2 separate regions of the Mus musculus genome follow, and region 1 is linked to region 2. A link is a contact called in public Hi-C data. All regions are on one chromosome and are shown on one strand. The core of a region is the stretch at or near the end of the contact, and the rest is flanking DNA. Distances in the headings are between cores, read along the strand shown. Region 1 has its middle 15 kb from the start of Gm46411. Region 2 overlaps Gm40915 (a long non-coding RNA gene).

Region 1 (3,948 bases), core at 835-3,334, 160 kb before region 2:
ACTGCTTTTCCCTTTACTCTGGCAGTCCTGTTGAAACCCATAACTATCATGCACCGAGAAAGGCAAACATTATATAAATGCAGTATGAAATGGTCAACACACCCCATCAGGTACATGGTGGGATTGTCTAGTATCTGTGAAATCCCTGGTTTCACACCTAGCACCACTAAATGTATAGGTATACATACATGGACACACTTACACAAATGTATATGCATATACATATAAATGTATACATATATGTGTGTGTGTGTGAGACACACACATACACACTACACATAATAACAGAGACTCCCAAGTTAGTCCTTTAAAAAGCTGTTTATGCCTTCTGTCCTTACATATAGCTCAGTTGGCAGAGTGCTTGTCTATCACATGTCTATCATATCATATGTCTTTCAAACAATGCCCAGCTCTGCAGCTCCCCAATATTTTGGTACACACTTCTGACCCTAGCACTCAGGAGGCAGAGGTAGGAGGAGCCAATGTTCAAGGTAACCATATAAATGAGATAATTTCAAGTTGAGAGATGGCTGGGAGGAATGAAACCCATCTGAAGTCCTATGTTTCTACACTATTATAGTATAGAGGATTTAGAAAGAGATGCTACATCTGTTTCTAAACTGGTTCTACTAAGTCAAACTTGGGTAGAAAGGAACCAGGATTGTGAGGATGCAGGTACACATCCCCACCAAAGCTCTTGGTCCCAAGCTCTTGGTGACACTGTATATTATCTATGCCTGATTTGGATGCTATCAGAAAGAAAGAAAGAAAGAAAGAAAGAAAGAAAGAAAGAAAGAAAGAAAGAAAGAAAGAAAGAAAGAAAGAAAGAGAGAAAGAGAGAAAGAGAGAGAGAGAGAGAGAGAGAGAGAGAGAAAGAGAGAAAGAAAAGAAAAAAGAAAAGAAGAAAGAAAGAGAGAAAATCTATTGCTAATCCAAACTCATCAGGAAATCCTGGCTTTGTAAAGTGGAGTCCTCTGAATTTAGAGACGTGAATACGGCAGATATTATTTGAAGTGTTCTGTTTTAGTTCCAACACTGATATTGTTCAAAAATTCTCTTCTCTGGGCCTTCTAACATGCTAGGTTTAAAAAGCTGCCAAACTGGTTTTAACACATCTTTTTAAGGCTGATAAACAAAAGGCAGTTTTGAGTAAAATCAGCCAATTCCATGAGTTTCGTAAGTCCAGCAGTACATTGAGGTGGACAGGCATGGAATAAACTATACACGCCGCCAGCTACCACAGCTGTGGGAGGGCATTTCTCCTTTGGAGAAATACAAACCAAAAACTTCTTTAGACCTGAAGCTGACCTGTTGGAAGGATGGCCTTCGAATCTGTTTTGTGGGCATCATGGATTGCGGCTATGGGAAAACAGTAAGTAATTATGAAAATAGTCTGGCATTTAAAAATGTGCTATTGGGCTGGAGAGATCGATTAGTGGTTAAGAGTGCTTACTGGTCTCCCAGAGAAGCAGAGATCCATTCGGCTCATAACTACCTGTAACTCTAGCTCCAGGGGACCTGATATCTCTAGCCTCCACGGGTACCCAGACTCATGTGCACACAGCAAAGCCCTACATACACAGAGCAGGGTGGAGTGTGAGGTGACAATTCTGCCACTTACAACCCTCACTGTCTGTTTTAAACAGGAGCTTTCGTCTGCTCCCTCACCAGGCATGCCACACTGTAGACACCAGAGCTGTTCTCTTTATACTGTATAAACAAAAGAAGAGCCAGCGATCAGTTTGTAGTTGGATAATGGCTACTGGCCTGATTGAAAGTTAGCTGTGACAAAATGTCTGACTGGTGTTCAGCAGAGCACACATTTCTTTTGTGACAATAAGAAATAGACTTGTCTGTAGGAGGTTATTTCTCACACCCACGGCCATCGCCTTTTAGAATCTTTCTCCAAACTTCTGGCAATGTATCTCTGCCTTTAAGCTGGTGCTTACAGCCTGTGGCTTGCCTCACCTCACCTTAGACAGACAGAGCTGCCTTGAGACATCAGCCAAACAGTCTACTCCCGAGGATACTGCCAATTGCCACACCCTAGGTCTGTGAATCCAAGGGTACAGGAAGTGGTCTGCCCAAGCTGGGCTATTGCATCATTCCCACCGGCTTCCATGTACACAGTTTGAGTCACTCCCTACCACACCGGACTCAGAAACGCCACCTCCTTCCAACTCAGCCGGACAGAGGTCTTGAGGCACACATCCCATCCTCTCTTCCAGACCACTGCTAAATTTGGAAGGCGGCAGGTCACTGGGATAAAAACAACTCTGAGCGCTGTCTGTCACGGGCTGTCCATTCAATGCCCAAACGGAGGACACGTTTGAGATGTACGCATGGAAAGCTAGAACTTTCTTGGTCTCCTTAGGAGAGTCACAAGACCCTTGGGGATATCTCCAGCTGTACCGTAAACTGGCAAAGATGGAAGTTATTCCAAGGGACCCACACCAGGATGTCCTAAAAGGGCATCTGAAAGCATGGACTGCTGATCTTGGGATGATTTGATGCTGCACCAAGGGGTGGGGCTCCTTAATCTGATGAGGCAGGTTAGAAGCCACTGAGCTCAAGCACTTTGGTTAGAACAGTGCTGAGCCATCATTTGGGCTCTGCGAAAAAGCCCCAGAAATGACTAATTTGTGGTCTATGAGGAGGGAGATTTTCCAGATTGTACTGAGGCACATTTTAACTGAGAACGCTCCCCTAACACTGGTCTTCTGCCAACTGGTTCGAACTCAGGTGCTTGGTTACACCTGGGACGTGCCATTACTTCCAGTGAGTGATGCACAGGCCCGTGAGTCACCCATTCCCCTAAATCGCTTACACCCAGGTTCTAACATGACCTCGGACACAACTTTCTCAAAAGAACATTTGTCAGTTTGCCTCGAACGCAGGCTTCCTGTGGATCATCCTACCACTCAAAGCATCTGGAGATACAGCATCAGGTACCGTGACTTTTGAGTCCTGCCCATAACCTTCCATAAAAGACAGTCATTTTCTGTTTTAATATTATTTATGTGTGTGCATGTGTGTGTGTGTGGGGGGGGGGTTGCCTGTGGAGGCCAGAAGAGAGTATCAGATCCCCTGGGGCTGAAATTATGCACAGTTGTATGCTACCCAGTATGGATGCTGGGACCCATACCCAGGTCCTCTGAGAGCAGGAAGCACTCTTAGCCAAGGAGCCATTTCTCCAGCCCCTCTTTTATCTTTATAAAAATCATTTTGTGAGGGTCTTGCATACTCTAAGCAAGTACCCCAGTGAGTTACATCCCCACTCCTGTTTCCTTTAACAAAAGTATTGTCCCCTTGGGTCCCTGCCATCACCACTCATGGTCCTTCAACTCCTACTGCCACCCAAGGCTGATCTCCTCCAAATCTAACTTTGATCTCCTATAGCCTACCAGGGCCCACTCCAGACCACTGCAATAACATGAGCAGAATAAAAAAGTGAGCCACACAGAATTCCTTGGGTTTCCCTCTGCACATTCGGCTATGTTTAATGTGCTGGAGTCTATTAAGTATGCAACATCATGTCACACACACACACACATACACACACACACACACACACACACAGAGAGAGAGAGAGAGAGAGAGAGAGAGAGAGAGAGTTTCTCTGCGTAGTCCTTCCTGTTTGGGGGGCTCTAAGGGCATGCACCACTACCAGGCCATACATCTATTTTATGGCTAAAACTTGCTAACAGTTATCTGAGCTGTTGAAAAATGGACTTGTTTGATTCAGAGTTGGACAAACCCTCCATAAAACAGTATCTACCAAGCATAGAATGAGGTATGCCTGTATTTGCCCTGCTTTAAACTCTCTCGTAATCCTCTGTTATCTGCAGACAAAGTCCCAGGACCCAACCATTCCTTGTCCCTGGTTGGTCTGGCCTAATCTTTTCACTGAAATGACAAATTTCATATCCGATCTATCTCTTCCAGCAA
Region 2 (3,846 bases), core at 450-2,949:
GTGACCTGGTATGCCATCAAAGCATGGCTGGCTCATAAAGTCTAAGTCTGAGTGACTCAAGCTTATTGCCTATTATATTTAGATGCCCAGAATGGTACCCTGTCACTCCTGTCCTCACACAGCAGCTGCGTGCTGGCCTTGGGCTACGTCTTTCTCATGTAGTGTCCTGGCTGACTTAGCAGGAGTATGCTGGCTAGAGTACTTTCACAAAGCGTGCCCACCGTGCACTATCTGCAAAGTATCAGCCTGCACTGTCAAAAGATCACACTTTGATGCTCTGAGGTCAGCCTGGTGACTTTGAAACCGTCCCATCCAATACCACTCCAGCTTTGCTGATGGTCAAACCGGTTCCCATCACCCATCACCATCTTTTTTTGTTTTTTGGTTTTTTTTTGGTTTTTCGAGACAGGGTTTCTCTGTATAGCCCTGGCTGTCCTGGAACTAACTTTGTAGACCAGGCTGGCCTGGAACTCAGAAATCCGCCTGCCTCTGCCTCCCAAGTGCTGGGATTAAAGGCGTGCGCCACCACGCCCGGCTCACCCATCACCATGTTGACCATTCTGGAAGTTTCTATGTACGAACAGGAAACATATAATCCAGGTGGAAGAGAGGGAGGGGCCACAGTTCCAGGAGCTCAGTTTTCTTCCTGTTTCCTGATTTTGGATGAGTTACCAAAAGCCAGTGGAAGGCATCTGCAACTCTTTTTAATGATATAGAAACCAGGCTAGGCCCTGCCACCTCTATAGCACATGGTGACCTACTGTGGTCAAATGTGGAATATTGCAGAAAGAGCTCAGGGCTTGGTCCATCTAGTCCCAAACCAGTGCAGACTCAGCAGAAGCGAGTAGGAGATTAGAACTGGAGTGACCTGGGTTTGCTGGCGGCGGGGTGGGGGTAGGGAGAGGAAAGGGTAAATTTTCGAATTTTCTAAGATGCTGGGTCAGCTCCCAGCCTATCTGGGATGTAGCCTGCAGAGAAGGCTGGGTGATGAAGGAGGCCATCTGGCTGTCAGGCTAGTATAGACATGGGGTGACCTTGGGTCTGTCTGCTTGTCAGCCTGGAGGAAAAGGAGGGGGAAGAGGAGGAGGAAGAGGAAGAAGAGGGGAAGGCCAAAGAGCCATTGGCCAATGAGGGCTATGTGTGTGAAAAGGGACTTTGGGGTTGGATTTGTCTGTCACGAAGGCAGGGCTCCCTTTGTTCTGTGCTGTGCAGATCCAAGGTGAGCAGCCAGCCGGCCTCACTCCTCCTGTGGGTGTATTTTAAGCTCTCAGAGCGCTGGTACTCTGTACCCTTGTGGACTTACTGTCTGCGTGGGAGCCTGGGCTCCTCTTGCTTCCCCACAAGGCAAGGTCACTCCAGGCTGGTGGTTTGTGCAATCCTGAAGTTTGACTGTGGGACAAAAGTCACAAGTCCTCTAGTAGCTCTCATGATACCTGCTCTGAAAAGTCCCTAGCTGGTGGAGACTGGTGCCATCCTGTCCAGTCCTCAGCTGTCAGCTCAGTGTGGGGGGGGACACACACAGGACTGTCTGTCATCCGGCCAGGCTGTGGCCACAGCTGTGGTACTGGAGGGCTCCTGAGGTGGGAACCTGTACAGGGTGGCACAAAGCACGAAGCATCGGCTCAGACCTCCTGGCAGGAGCCTGTGAGTCTCTCTGCTCACTTGCATAACACTTCCTGTGTGTGTTTCCTCAGTCTCAGCAACGGTCAGGTCAGCAAGTGACCTTTAAAACCACTGAGAAGCCGCCACTTTCGGAGGCCAGGCTGTCACAGAGCCACCCCTTCCTGCCACCCTTCTTCCTGCTAGGGCAGCTGCACACTAGAGGGCCGATGAAAGAAAAAAACAAAACAAAACAAAACAAAACAAAACAAAACAAAACAAAACAAAACAAAACTTAAAGTTTTAGGCCAAACATGGTGATCCTAACCTGAAATCCTGGCATCAGGGGACAGGGAGGAAGAGAAGGAGGAGGAGGAGAAGAAGGAGGAGGAGGAGGAAGAGGAGGAGGAGGAAGAGGAAGAGGAGGAAGAGGAAGAGGAAGAGGGGGAAGAAGAGGAGGAGGAAGAGGAGGAGGAGGAAGAGGAGGAGGCATTTGAAGCCAGCCTAGGCCACAGAGGAAGCTGTCTTTAAAAAAAGCAGTATTTGTGTGTGTGTGTATGTGTGTGTGTGTGTGTGCACGTGCGTGTGTGTGTGTGTTGTGTGTGTATGTGTTGTGTGAGTATGTGAATGAGCGAATGTATGTTGTATGTATATGTGAGTGTGCATGAGTGAGTGTATGTTGTGTGTGTGTGACACTCTCTATCCATTCATCCATCAGCAGGTACCTAGGCTGACTGCATCTATAGTTCAGCTCCCTTGAATTGTGCATTTGTGTGATTGCACACGTGAAAGTCAGAGGACAACCCCAGGTGTCCTGTCACACCTACACCTCAAGAGTTGCTTACCTTGATTTTTTTGTTTTTGTTTTAGGTTTTGTTGTTGTTGTGTTTATTTGTTTTTGTGTTTTAACACGGGGTCTTGCTATGGAGCTTTGGCTGGCTTGGAACTTGCTGTATGAAGCAGGCTGGTCTAGAATTCAGAGATCTGCCTGCAGGTGCTTCCCAAGTGCTGGGGTTACAGGCGTAAACCAGTATGCCTGGCTGCTTCCCTTGTGTTTAGATATAAGCTCTTCCCTGGATCCAGGGTCTCCCTGACTCTACTGATCAGAATGGCCGGCCAGTGAGCTGCAGGCTACACCCCTCTCCTTGTGCAATGCACTGGAATCACAGGTGCATAGAGTAATACCCGTTTTATTTTTATTTTTAAGGTTTCTTTTTTTTACTTTCGAGTGTCTCTCTTGTGTCTCTCATAGTGTCCACAGATGCCAGAAGGCAGCCTTGGATCCACTGAAGCCGGAGTTACAGGCGGTAGTGAGGCCTCTGGCGTGGGTTTTGGGAACTGAACTCAGGTCCTCTGGAAGAGCAGCAGGCTCTCTAACCTCAGAGCCCTTTCTTCAGGCCCCATGCTCAGCTTTGATTTGATGTGGGTGCTGGGGATCAAATCTGGGTCTTCATGCTTAGGAGGAAACGGTTTACCGTCCGAACCATCGGCCTAGGCCCATGTGCATTTTATTTTTATTTGCTCATTTTTAATCTTTTAAAATCACATTTATTCATTCATTGCATGTGTGTATATGACTCGTGCATGTGAGAAGGACAGAGGGCAACCTGTAGGGACCAGTTCTCACCTTCTACTATGTGGGCACCCGGACCGGGAATCGAACTCGTGTTCTCAGGCTTGCCTGCAAAGCCTTTCTACCCACTAAGCTGTATCAAGCACCCCACTCACTCACTTTTGAATTTCACTTTCCCCTCTCTATTTTAAAATTCATTATATTATTGTTCACTTTAAAATTTTACATACATTTGAGCCTTATTTTTTTTTCTATTCCAAGAAAATTATTTTTATTTATTTAGAACCTACTGAGCATTTGGCTGCCAACTGGACAATTTCAATTTCCACGACTTCTATGCTATTATTTAATATTTTATTCTGCATCATTTTAAAATTTTACTTTATTGTAGTGTGTTTACATGAAAATAATGGTAACTTTTAAAAAATGTATCTTATATTTCATCCCAGTGGCCATATGCCACTTTCGGCTCCGTGAAGACCCGGGATTTCTATTTTCCAGTTTCACATCACTCATCCAGAGATGCAAAGGCTTTGCAGCGCCCACCTCACATGCCTGGCTCTGGTATTTTCTACTTTCTTTTGCAGCGGGAAGCTCTGTCTTTATGTGTTCTCTATGACTTGGAGAAGATTCCAGTGACAGGGGAAAAGCGCAGTGACAGAAGCATGGCAGAG

What was found. A called contact is a pair of places that touch in the nucleus more often than the background predicts.
Region 1: a contact with region 2 is called in a Hi-C map of muscle stem cells, with 2.0 times the contacts expected there. The contact joins two enhancer-like sites. A contact is called at or near these places in 10 of 39 promoter capture datasets (the 3T3-L1 cell line, 3T3-L1-derived adipocytes, the C10 cell line and 5 more), 6 of 484 Hi-C or Micro-C datasets (bone marrow-derived macrophages, granulocyte-monocyte progenitors, liver and 3 more), 7 of 115 datasets of contacts at active chromatin or transcription factors (acute myeloid leukemia, bone marrow-derived macrophages, double positive thymocytes and 3 more) and 1 of 9 other capture datasets (liver).

Annotation. Positions count from the first base shown.
Region 1 is chr13:37,782,572-37,786,519 of GRCm38.p6, reverse strand. It overlaps a transcript of Rreb1 not described here. Among named protein-coding and RNA genes, the nearest start is that of Gm46411, 15 kb to the left of the region's middle. Within about 2 kb of position 2,084, at least 82 of the 459 cell types and tissues checked have an H3K27ac peak or open chromatin away from gene starts, as enhancers often do. A contact at or near this core is called in acute myeloid leukemia, bone marrow-derived macrophages, granulocyte-monocyte progenitors and 1 more, where this site is marked.
Region 2 is chr13:37,617,799-37,621,644 of GRCm38.p6, reverse strand. It overlaps Gm40915 (a long non-coding RNA gene), which reads left to right. Exons shown (of 4, transcript XR_873251.2): 4 at 3,760-3,846. Among named protein-coding and RNA genes, the nearest start is that of Gm40915, 7.8 kb to the left of the region's middle. Within about 2 kb of position 1,699, at least 179 of the 459 cell types and tissues checked have an H3K27ac peak or open chromatin away from gene starts, as enhancers often do. A contact at or near this core is called in acute myeloid leukemia, bone marrow-derived macrophages, granulocyte-monocyte progenitors and 1 more, where this site is marked.